Regions from separate parts of the Zea mays genome. Here region 1 is linked to region 2. The links are chromatin contacts, called in public Hi-C maps. All regions are on one chromosome and are shown on one strand. Each heading gives the region's core, a stretch centred on a gene start, on an enhancer-like site or on the middle of the called end of the contact. The rest is flanking DNA. Distances are from core to core; before and after follow the strand shown. Region 1 holds the start of LOC103653964 (Replication factor C subunit 3). Region 2 holds the start of LOC109943284.

Region 1 (5,779 bases), core at 431-2,930, 640 kb before region 2:
TTAATAACTTACCAAAGCCGGAGCACCAGATCGGTCCCTCACGGCTACAATCACATAACAAGAAGGCAATATAATAGATTAGGGTTGAACACAGGTTACAACTCACAAGCACATATCATAAAACAAGCATCGGATTAATAACTTACCAAAGCCAGAGCACGAGATCGGTCCCTCATGGATCCAATCACAGAACAAGAAGGCAGTATAATAGATTAGGGTTCGAACACAGGTCACAACTCACAAGCACAGATCACAAAACAAGCATGAGATTAAAAATTTACCAAAGCCAGAGCACCAGATTGGTCCCTCACGGCTCCAACCTTCAATCACAGAACAAGGCGACATAATAGATTAGGGTTCGTCGGTTGGAACAAGATCCAGAGGCGACAAAGACAAATTAGAAGCACAAGCAAAATATTAGCAACTTACCAAAGCCGGACAGGAGCACCAGATTGGTCCCTCACGGCTCCAACCTTCAATCACAGAACAAGGCGACATAATAGATTAGGGTTCGTCGGTTGGAACAAGATCCAGAGGCGACAAAGACAAATTAGAAGCACAAGCAAAATATTAGCAACTTACCAAAGCCGGACAGGAGCACCAGATCGGTCCCTCATGGCTCCAACCTTCAATTCAATCACAGAATAAGGCACTAGAATAGATTAGGGTTCGTTAGTTTGACCACAGATCTAGAGGCGACAAACACAAATCAGAAGCATAAGCAAAAAGATTAGCAACTTACCAAAGCCGGAGCACCAGATCCAACCCCGACGGCCGACGACACGATGATTAGGGTTAAAACACAGTTAGGGTTACACATCGACGCACCGTTACAGGGAGCCATAGAGGATCAACACAACCGAAGTTGGAGGGAGACCAGAAGAAGAACAGAAGTTCAAGATCAGAGCACCAAACTTAGGGTTTGGAACTAGATCTAGAGGCGACATGAGCAAGAGAGCATAACCTGACCAGAGGATCGTGTTACCAGTAGAGGCGCTGGAGAGCCAGAGGACCAAATGAGGCGGCGGAGAGGCGGTGAGGGAGACGACGGAGGCGGCGCTTTCCAAATCACTGGAGGGCGGAGCCGCGGAGGGTTCGAGAGAGAATGAGTGAGAGAGACACTGAGAGTGAGAGGAGACTTGGGCGATGGGCCGCGCGGGGGGTATGTGATATTAGAGGCGTGACTAACCGTGCTTAAACCTGATCGTGCTATGCTCGTGCTGGCCCAGCGTGTCCCTAGTCGGTCCAAACACGACACTAAGGTTCGGGCCGTGCCGGCGCGGACCCGGAACCAATCAATGCCCTGCCGTGCTTGGTCACTATGGGCCGTGTCGTGCTGGCTCTATAGATCATAGATGTCACCATGTCATCGAACCGAGCGGGCGACGACGATATAGATGGCCAAACGGGCGGCCCGGCCCGGCACGACCCTGGCACGGTCAGGCACGACACAGTTAGGGCACGACCCATTTGGCCCGTTTAATAGTCGTGCCGTGCCGGCACGGTACTAGTGCCTAAGCCCAGGCCCAAGCACGGCACTTAGCCTTCTTAGCCGTGCCGTGCCGGCACGGTAGGCCCGTAGTGCTAGGGCCGGCCCGAGCACTACACCACAGAATTTTAGTCAGACATTCACAAATACAGTTAAAACATACTAAAATAGCTAATATTGAGCTGTTTAGTGCAATGACTGCCTCATTAAAAAGCTATATAGGTAAAAACTCACCCTTGTGAGAAAACCCTAGATAGAAAAAAGCACAACCCACAGCTCACTAGTCGTGCTTGGGTCTAATCATGCCTAATCGTGCTTAATCGTGCTTTAGAGCTAATCGGGTCGTGCCCGTGCCGGTCCAGCGTGCTCGGCACTTGGCCCAGGCACGGCACTAGCCATAGGGCCGTGCACGGGCCCGCCTCCACCCGTGTCGTGCCGTACCCAGGCACTACGGGCCATGCCGTGCTCCGGACCGTCCGGATTAGCCGGCACTATTGCCCTTCTATAGGCGACGGAGATGTCAGGGAGACAGCGAGGACGAGGAGCCGGGTCCTGGTGGTCGGCGGCGCCACCGGCCGCCTCGGCGTAAGCGTCGCTCGGGCCAGCCTCGCCGTCGGCCACCGAACCTTCGCGTTCGTCCGGCCCCACCAGGCCACCACTTAGCACGCCCCGACTCTCCTACTTGCTCGTAGCCGCTGACGCCACTCTGCTCGAGGTAAATGCGTGGCACCCCTAGTCTCCTCCACTAGAGCGTAATTCAGTTAGCTAAGTGGCTTGGTTCACTTGAAAATTACACGAGCCTGCTCCAGGCGGTGCGGCAGGTGGACGTTGTCATCTACGCGGTGCCCACGAAGCAGGCGCTCGAGCAGAAGCCCCTGCTTCGGGCTATAAAGGAAGCTGGATGCGTGAAGGTGAGCTACTGAGCTGGAAAGCCACGATACATTTCCATTCGAGGGCTTGTTCGGTTAGGGGTGGATTGAGGGGATTGAAGCAGATTAAATCCTAACTTGGTTATTAACTTATTAGTACTTTTCTATGAGTCTACTGTCATGACATATCAGAAGGTTCAGCGCTGAAAGCAAATGATTTCGAAATGTGAACATTCAACCAAGTAGTGTTGAATAAAGCAGCTCGGTTTATTTTTTTCCTCCTTCAATGATTGATTAGTTTTCTTTTGTAGCTAATTGATAGACGATTGATTAGTTTTGTTTCTTAGCTAATTGGTAGTTGATTGATTAGTTATTTACTAATCAATAGCTGATTGAATAGTTTGCTTTTGAGGCTTTGTAATTGTGTATATAAACATATCATTAGAATACACCTATCACAGCGGTGTAGTTTGGCAGCGCCAAAAACTCATTGTGTCCTTCTAGTGTTCGTGTTGAGTTTTGTGAGCGTTTGGGTGATCCAGGGATCATCTTCTTCGTCTTCGAAAAGGCGCACCGACGAGTAGAAGGCTACACCTGCTATCGTTGCCAGGGTCATGCTTGCAATCATGCAACATCGCTGTCAAGAGACGGGGAGCAGCTCTGCCAATGGCGACTGACTGTGGCTTGGTGATCCATTAGGCCGTGAGGGAGAGTGGCGACAGCGATCAGTACCTGTTGCTGACCAAGACCAACTACTACTCATGGGTGGTGCTCATGAAGTTGAAGTTGCAGGCGAGAGGCATGTGGATGGCGGTGAACGTCGACACCAATGACTACATCGACGATGACGGTCGCAATGCTCTAGAGGCCATCGCCCTCATGGTACCTCTGGAGATGTAAGGGGTGATCACAAGCAAGGGCGACCACCAAGATCGCGTGGACGTCAAAATAAAACAAATCTCGGTGTGGACCAAGTGCACCAAGCGAAGGCTACGACACGAGTTCAACTCACTCAGATTCAAGGATAGTGAATCTGTTGACGACTTCGACATGCACATCACCGACCTGGTACTAGGAGCCAGAGGTCGTGCGCAAATTCCTACGGGCCACTCCACCAAGGACTCACAGATCGTGATGGTGATCTAAACCCTTCTTGATCTCAATACACTAGCTATGGAGGAGTTGATCGGGAGGATCAAGGCAGTGGAAGAATGTTACTAAACAGTACGATCTTGGTGGACAAGGATGCCAACAGCATGCGACACATTTGCACCAGTACTTAGTACACCTCCAGCGGCGGCCGATACACCTCCATCACCGACGCAGGTGGAGTTCATGTCACTACCTCTAGACCTCGACGCCGACCACGACAATGAGATGTCTCTCCGGTTTAGAACGTTGGATAATGTGCTCGAGTCAATGGAAATTCCTGGCTTGACAGAATGGGAGTTTGTGAAGAGAGACCTGAAGGAGTGGAATATTGACAAAGAGCTCGCCGCAGATAGGAAGGGGTGGAAGTGTGCAATTCACGTGCCAGAACCCTGATTGATAGTTTCGCTTTTCCTCCTTAATCGTTTGACCTTTTCTTGTGTCCATTTTAGATCTTGCTGGTCATTGTGGGTTTTATCTCTTTTATGTGTTTCCCTGTTTCGTTGTTTTCGGTTCTCCTTTGCCTTTGTTTCCCTTTTCTGTTCTTTGGGGGTTGAGCTCTGAGGTTTTCATACGGGGTTTCATCTCTAGCCTACCCCAACGTGCTTGGGACAAAAAGGCTTTGTTGTTGTTGTTGTTGTTGTTGTTGTACAGAATGGGAGTTTGTGGTGAATGAGGAGTTGCTCATTATCATCGGTGATTATGAATCGACTACGTTCAAGGAGGCTCGAGACGATTCCCACTGGTGCAAGGCGACGATAGAGGAGATGACATCCATTGAGGAGAACGAGACATGGGCTCTTGTCGACCTTCATCTAGGCCATCGCCCAATTGGTCTGAAGTGGGTGTACAAACTGGAGCGCAATGAGCAGGGCATCGTCGTCAGGCACAAGGCCTAGATTCTCGCCAAGGGGTACAACCGAGGTCCGGGGATAGACTATGATGAGGTGTTTGATCTGGTCGCACAGATGTAATATGTGTGGATACTGCTTGATGTTGTGGCAATGGGTTGGCTTGTGCACACATGTATGCCAAGACAACGTTCTTGAATGGCGAGCTCAAGGAGGAGGTGTACGTCTGGCGGACGCCCGACTTTGTCACTACTAGGCACAAAGCGAAGGTTCTATGGCTAAATAAGGCGTTGTACAAACTTCCCTAAGCACCACGGGCGTGAAACGCAAAGCTGGACAACAACCTACGCAAACTCGGCTTCATCAAGTGCTTTAGCGAGCATGGGATGTACACTAAGGGCGCCACAACATTGCGTGTGCTGGTCTGGGTCTATGTCGACGACCTAATCATCATTGGAGCAAGGCTAGTGGATGTCGATGCATTCAAGGAGGAGATGCGTCGTCTGCTTCGGATGAGTGACCTTGGTCTCTTATCTTTCTATCTTGGGATGGAGGTCAAGCAAGGACACACCTCCATCATGTTAAGGCAAGTGGCGTACATCCGCAAGTTGTTGGAGAAGTCCAACATGTGGGATTGTAACCGATGCCACACGTCAATGGAGGCCAGACTGAAGCTTTCAACGAAGAGGCAACACTAGAGGTCAATGCGACGATGTACAAAAGTGTGGTAGTAAGTCTGCGCTATCTGGTTCATAACAGGCCAGACATTATGTTTGCGGTGGGTTTTGTGAGCCGTTTCATGGAGAGACCACAACAAGAGCACTTAGCCACCGTCAAGCACATCCTACACTGCTTCGTTGTTACAGTCGACTACGGTCTTGTCTGCCCCAAGCGCTGCAACACTGACTTCAGGTTGGTGGGCTACACGCTGACCGAATACACAAACTACAACTTGGGGGAGACATCGATGAGAGGAGAATCACCGGCGGCGTTATCTTCTTCTTAGGAGACATGCATGTGTCTTGGTAGTTTCAGAAACAAAAACTGAGGTCTTCTCAACTTGTGAAGCAGAGTATATGGTGGATGCAGCTGGAGCATGCCAGGCTATATGGCTCGTGCAGCTGCTGGGGGACATCACCGGCGTCAAAGTCTAGCCATCGCTGCTGAAGATGGACAATTAGTATTATTTCTCTATTCTAATAGTCTTATATCTGAATTTACATGTAAATTTTGTTACCTCAGGGAAGAACATTTATTTGCAGGTATTTTTTTAAAAGAGAATGATGTTGCTAAATTGACAATATGCACCATAGAAGATTCCAGGACATTGAACAAGATGTTGTATCTGAGGCCTCTAGGAAATGTCTGCTCAATGACTGAATTGGCTGACCTCTAGGAGACAAAAATCAAGAAATCCCTGA
Region 2 (5,981 bases), core at 2,643-5,142:
AAGCACCGGGCTCTGATACCAATTGAAAGTCGCCTAGAGGGGGGGTGAATAGGGCGAAACTGAAATTTACAAATATAAACACAACTACAAGCCGGGGTTAGCGTTAGTAATAAAGAAATGAGTCCGTAAGAGAGGGCGCAAAACAAATCCCAAGCGAATAAGCAAGTGAGACACGGAGATTTGTTTTACCGAGGTTCGGTTCTTGCAAACCTACTCCCCGTTGAGGAGGCCACAAAGGCCGGGTCTCTTTCAACCCTTCCCTCTCTCAAACGATCCACGGATCGAGTGAGCTTTCTTTTCTCAATCACTTGGAACACAAAGTTCCCACAAGGACCACCACAAGATTGGTGTCTCTTGCCTCAATTACAAGTGAGTTTGATTGCAAAGAATGGATCAAGAAAGAAGAAAGCAATCCAAGCGCAAGAGCTCGAAGGAACACAAGCAAATCACTCTCTCTAGTCACTATGGCGTTGTGTGGAGATTGGAGAGGATTTGATCTCTTTGGTGTGTCTAGAATTGAATGCTAGAGCTCTTGTAGTAGTTGGGAAGTGGAAAACTTGGATGCAATGAATGGTGGGGTGGTTGGGGTATTTATAGCCCCAACCACCAAACTTGACCGTTGGCTGGGTCCTCTGTTCGATGGCGCACCGGACAGTCCGGTGCACACCGGACAGTCCGGTGCCCCTGCCACGTCATCACTGCTGTTGGATTCCAGCCGTTGAAGCTTCTGACTTGTGGGCCCGCCTGGGTGTCCGGTGCACACCGGACATGCACTGTTCCTTGTCCGGTGTGCCGGAGTGGGCGCGTCTGCCATCTGCGCGCGCAGAGCGCGCATTAAATGCGCGACAGAGAGCCGTTGGCGCGGAGATGACCGTTGCTCCGGAGTCGCACCGGACAGTCCGGTGTACACCGGACAGTCCGGTGAATTATAGTGGACGAGTCGTTGGCTTTTCCCGAAGCTGGCGAGTTCCTGAGGCCGACCTCCTTTGGCGCACCGGACACTGTCCGGTGTACACCGGACAGTCCGGTGAATTATAGCGGAGTCGCCTCTGGAAATTCCCGAAGGTGGCGAGTTCGAGTGGGAGTCCTCTGGTGCACCGGACACTGTCCGGTGGTGCACCGGACACTGTCCGGTGTACACCGGACAGTCCGGTGCTCCCAGACCAGAGGGCCTTCGGTTGCCACATTGCTTCTTTGTTGAATCCAACACTTGGTCATTTTATTGGCTAAGTGTGAACCTTTTACACCTGTATAACTTATGCACTAGAGCAAACTAGTTAGTCCAATTGTTTGTGTTGGGCAATTCAACCACCAAAATTATATAGGAACTAGGTGTAAGCCTAATTCCCTTTCACCATGCGAATTTGGTGGAAACCAGCACGGAGATCCAACGTTGAAAACCAGGCAGCCCCATATAACTCGTCGAGCAGTTCATCCATAATAGGAACAGGAAACCGAGTTTTCACAGTAAGAGCATTTAGATGTCTATAGTCAACACAAAAGCGGTAGGAGTCGTCTTTCTTCTTAACCAAGATTACTGAAGAGGAGAACTCACTGTTGCTGTGTTGAATAATGCCTGAAGATAACATCTCTTGGACTTGGCGCTCGATTTCAGTCTTCAACGCGGGTGCATATCTGTATGGTCTCACATGAAATGGTTGAGCACCAGGTAGAAGAGAGATATGGTGATCACAATCACGGACAGGTGGTAGGCCAACAGGAAGAGCAAACACAGATTGGAACCTTGTAACCAATGCTTGTAACTCGGCGGGCAAGGTGGAATACACCGACTGATCCTTATCTGTCAAATCTGATAGCTGACGAAGCTCAATAACAGCATTTTTCCCTTTTGCAGACTGGAGACCAAACAATTTAACTGTGGAACCGTTGTACGGTATCATCAACCACTTTTCTGCCCAATGCACCATCATAGGGCTGAATTTTTCGAGCCAATCCATACCCAGTATTAAGTCATATTTCTGCAATGGTAGCACACGCAAACTAGAAGTGAAATCACACCCGGCGAGGGACCAGACGGCATCAGCAAGTTCGTGAGTGCATTGCATCTGAGCTCCATTTGCTACTTGTACTGTCAAGGGCTTTTGCAGAAGAATGAGGCCCCGGACATGAGCAGCCACTTGAGTACTTAAGAAAGAATGAGAACTCCCTGAATCCAATAAAATCAACAACTCTAGGCCTTGAAGCTGACCCATGAACTGTACTGTTTTTGGAGCAGCCACTCCCTCCATAGCTGCCTGAGAGAGACAAATAGCATTCAGTTCTTCAGAAGTGCCTTCATCCTCATTGACTGGAAGCTGAAATAGTTGCCAGAGTTCATCCACAACGTGTAGCTGCACTGAATCGGCACAGCGGTGACCTTTAGTGTATTGGAGACCACACTTATAGCATAATCCCTTGGCCTTACGGTAAGCCATCAAGGAAGCAAGCTTGTCATCCGTTGAGTGTGACTGAGGTGCACGAGCAGGAGTAGACTCATCATGCTTCAATGAAGACGCCCTGGGGGGTAATGGCAACGGAAAATGAGTCTTGGAGAAGGACTTTGACGTAAATGAATTGTCCAGCTTCCTTGAATCCCGACGCCGATCACTGACCTCCTCCTGCAATTGAGCCAAAACAAAGGCAGTATCCAAATCCTTTGGGCGTTGAAGCGTAACAACAGATTTAATATCATCTTTGAGACCATCAAGAAAACGCATAATGTAGAACACTGGATCAGCAGTAGGATTATATGCACGGAGTTGATCTATGAGCTGAGAGAAACGCTCAACATAATCGGATACTGTACTGGACTGACGAATATGAAAGAGGTGTCTAATGTGGACTTCGTGTTGATCCTTGCCAAAACGGTCAGCTACCATCTGTCCAAACTCTAGCCAAGTGACATGATTCAGGTGATACTCTATGGATTGGAGCCAACGCGCCGCAGCGCCAGAAAAGTGCATGGTTGCTATTCGTATCCAAGCGCGAGGATCAACTGAATACATGGAAAAGTAATCCGCACATCGTTTTTGCCACAATTTAGGATTGTCACCATCAAAAGTGGGGAAAGGTACTTTAGGTAATTGACCCAGCAGGGGAGCAATTGACTCATGCATAGTGGCGTCAAAACGGTCATGCCAATTTGGTTGAACAGCATGTTGATAGGGATCAAAAGCAGGGTGCGTACCATTGGGCGGGAGTAGGCTATGGGTATAGATGTACCCATGGCTGTCCTCCCGACGTTGGTGAGCATCGCGGTGCCCAGTGGGGCCGTCGACGAATGCCGTGGGAGCAGGCTGGCGCTCCACCGTCGACGCGTACGGACCCAGAATGCCCGGACGAAGTGGAGGCGACGGTGGTTGGAGACGATCCATGCGATAGCCCAGCTGAGAGATCTCAGCACGGAGCGCGTCGACGGACGTCTGGATCCCGCGCGTGGAGTGGTCGACGCCGGGTCTCCAAGCGTCGAGCGACGACGTGACCTGCTCCAGCGCCTCCACGCGCGTGGACAGGGCTCCATCGACCGCATCGATGCGCTCCCACGTTTGAGATTGAAACTGGGTCACCTGATACTCCACTTGTGACGACAGCTCCATCTTCAACTCGCGGGTCAGATCCGCACGGATCGACGCCGGATCGGCGGCGGCCACCGCCGAGGTGAGAGTTGCGATGGCGTTGGCGTTGGCGGCCACAGAACGCTGAAGCACTTCCCAGTGGTTATCCTGGGCCTCCATCCGGTCACAGATCTGTTGGAGCAACCGCGATTGTGTAGCTAGGGTATTCGCCTGCGCCTCCATTGCCTCCGTGAGATTGGTGTTGGTGGTGCTGCCCATCGTTGCGGACTGCGTGCTCAGGAATCAACGAGAATCTGATACCAATTGTTATAACTACTCTACTGACGCATGATAATTCAATTTTACACTAGCAAACGTCAAATTAAAAAGATCAGAGAGAGTACGAAACAAGATATTCCATACAACCATCTAATACCATAATCACCAAATAAAATTTCAAAATGTTGCGACCAAATAAACAAGATCACATGGCTAGAAATTAAGTTTGAGATTGAGCCTATGTGGAAAGAGCTTTCTCATCTATGAATATCATTAAAACTAAGTTGTAGAATAAGACAGGAGACGAATGGCTTAACCATCGTATGATTTCCTTCAAGTCGCGTTCTTAATATGGTTCTGGAGCAAAAAAATATTGATGTTGATGTTGACATGACACATTTAGAAAGTGCTACATTATAACTTGTATGTCATCTTTAATATCTATGACAAACATTGTTTCGTCGTACAATTTTTCTTTATATGCTACTATTAGAGTTTATGATCGCTTCGGCCCGGGTCTTGACCAATTTCTGGGTCCGCCACTGGGGGTGGTCAGCAGTCAGCTTGAGGCCTTGTTCGTTTCTACCGGATTGGTGGGTCGGAATGATTCCTGGCCGGATTGTTTCTCTAATTTATACAAACTTTGATTAGCTGGAACGATTCCGGGTGTAATCCGACGGAAACGAACAAGGCCTGAGGCTGAAAGATTTGAAAAGCTACGGGTTTCCGGCCTACGATTCGTTGTTCCCATTCAGCCTCAATCGGGCTTTCCGGCCGCGAGCATTTGGCCGCGTTCAGTTTGGGGTGTATGCTTAAAGTTCTGGACGGGACGGAACGGAACGGTTTCCATCAGTCGCTACGGGTTCACAGCCGTCAAACAAGTGCTCTTGATGTTGAAACAAACGGTTGCCGATTTACAACAATTTCCAAATCCAACCGACAAAATATCAATTTATATATATTGCTGTCTTGATTTACAATAATTGGTACATCAAACAAGCGCCCTTGATGTTCCAACCAAAAATGAGGAAAAAACATTACATCTGATTTCTGAAGCAAACCCTGTGTCATTGATTTCTGACCTTCCGAAAACGACAGGCCATCATCAAGTCAAGTATAGACAATATCCAATAATAGTCTTGACTCATCCTATCGGATATGTTTGAAGCTGTTGAACATCCCAGTGTGGGAAGCTTTGGCTGCAGGCTTGGGCGTTTCAGGGGTTCCAAAAACGTTCCAGAACCGGAGGGTCTCGTCAGCAGCAGCCGACGCTACTGTGCATCCATCAGGACTCTGCAGTTTAACCAGCAAGAACTATATAAGCAATGTTCTCACACTAGCATAGCATGCATGCACTCAATGCAGATAAGCAACTGTTAACTAGTCTGAAGAATTTCACCTGAGCCATGAAGAGGACGCGAGAGGTATGGCCATTAAGTTCAGCCATCTTCACCATCGATGGGTACTTCCACAAGGTGAGTTGGTTCTGTGTGAATCCATGTGAGCTCAGCAGCTCCCTCTCGTTCTTGTTCCACAGCAGAGCGCACACCTGTGATCCGGTATCAACCGAGTTCAGGCACACACCGGTGTGCGTGTTCCAGAACTTGATGCAGCGGTCGCTGCCACCGCCGCCGGTGGCCAGCAAGTTGCTCTGGAACGGGCACCACGCGAGTGCCTTCACGGCGGCCATGTGGTCCTCGAGCCTATGCAGCCACTGGTTGCGGCCAGCAGATGGCATGGATGATGCCATCGACACATCCCAAATGTGCAGAAGGTTGTCGTTGCCTCCGCTGGCCAGCTGCTGCCCTGATCCGGACCACTTGAGCCCGCAGACCTCCTGGCTGTGCCCCTCGTACCTCTGCACGACGTGGTCTCTAATCCTTACGTCATTGTTCACGATCTTGCCGTCCATGCAACCGGTGGTCAAGACGCTGTTGTTCCATGCCAGCGAGCCTACCCTTGCCTCATGCGCACCTCTGAGTGTTCTCAACTGCATAGGATGAAACGATTTAATTCAGCAACAGATAACCTGCACTGGAATTTTTAGATGAAACATCACAATGTGCGTACCAGTCGGTTGGAGCTGGTGTCCCAGAGCTGGACGTCAGACGAGTTGAGCCCGACGGCCATGTGCCGACCATCAGGAGC

The links. A called contact is a pair of places that touch in the nucleus more often than the background predicts.
Region 1: a Hi-C map of leaf shows a contact between it and region 2, with 9 times the contacts expected there. The contact joins the promoter of LOC103653964 here to the promoter of LOC109943284 in region 2. A contact is called at or near these places in 4 of 25 Hi-C or Micro-C datasets (endosperm and leaf).

The regions. Positions count from the first base shown.
Region 1 is chr4:165,040,245-165,046,023 of Zm-B73-REFERENCE-NAM-5.0, reverse strand. It overlaps LOC103653964 (Replication factor C subunit 3), which reads left to right and starts at 1,680. Exons shown (of 12, transcript XM_035967380.1): 1 at 1,680-2,204; 2 at 2,299-2,400.
Region 2 is chr4:164,400,855-164,406,835 of Zm-B73-REFERENCE-NAM-5.0, reverse strand. LOC109943284 reads right to left here and starts at 3,892. Exons shown (of 1, transcript XM_020546200.1): 1 at 1,341-3,892. The coding sequence starts at 3,833. The coding sequence ends at 1,341. It overlaps LOC100285215 (cell division cycle protein 20), which reads right to left. Exons shown (of 5, transcript NM_001413478.1): 3 at 5,904-5,981; 4 at 5,233-5,823; 5 at 4,728-5,126. The coding sequence ends at 4,983.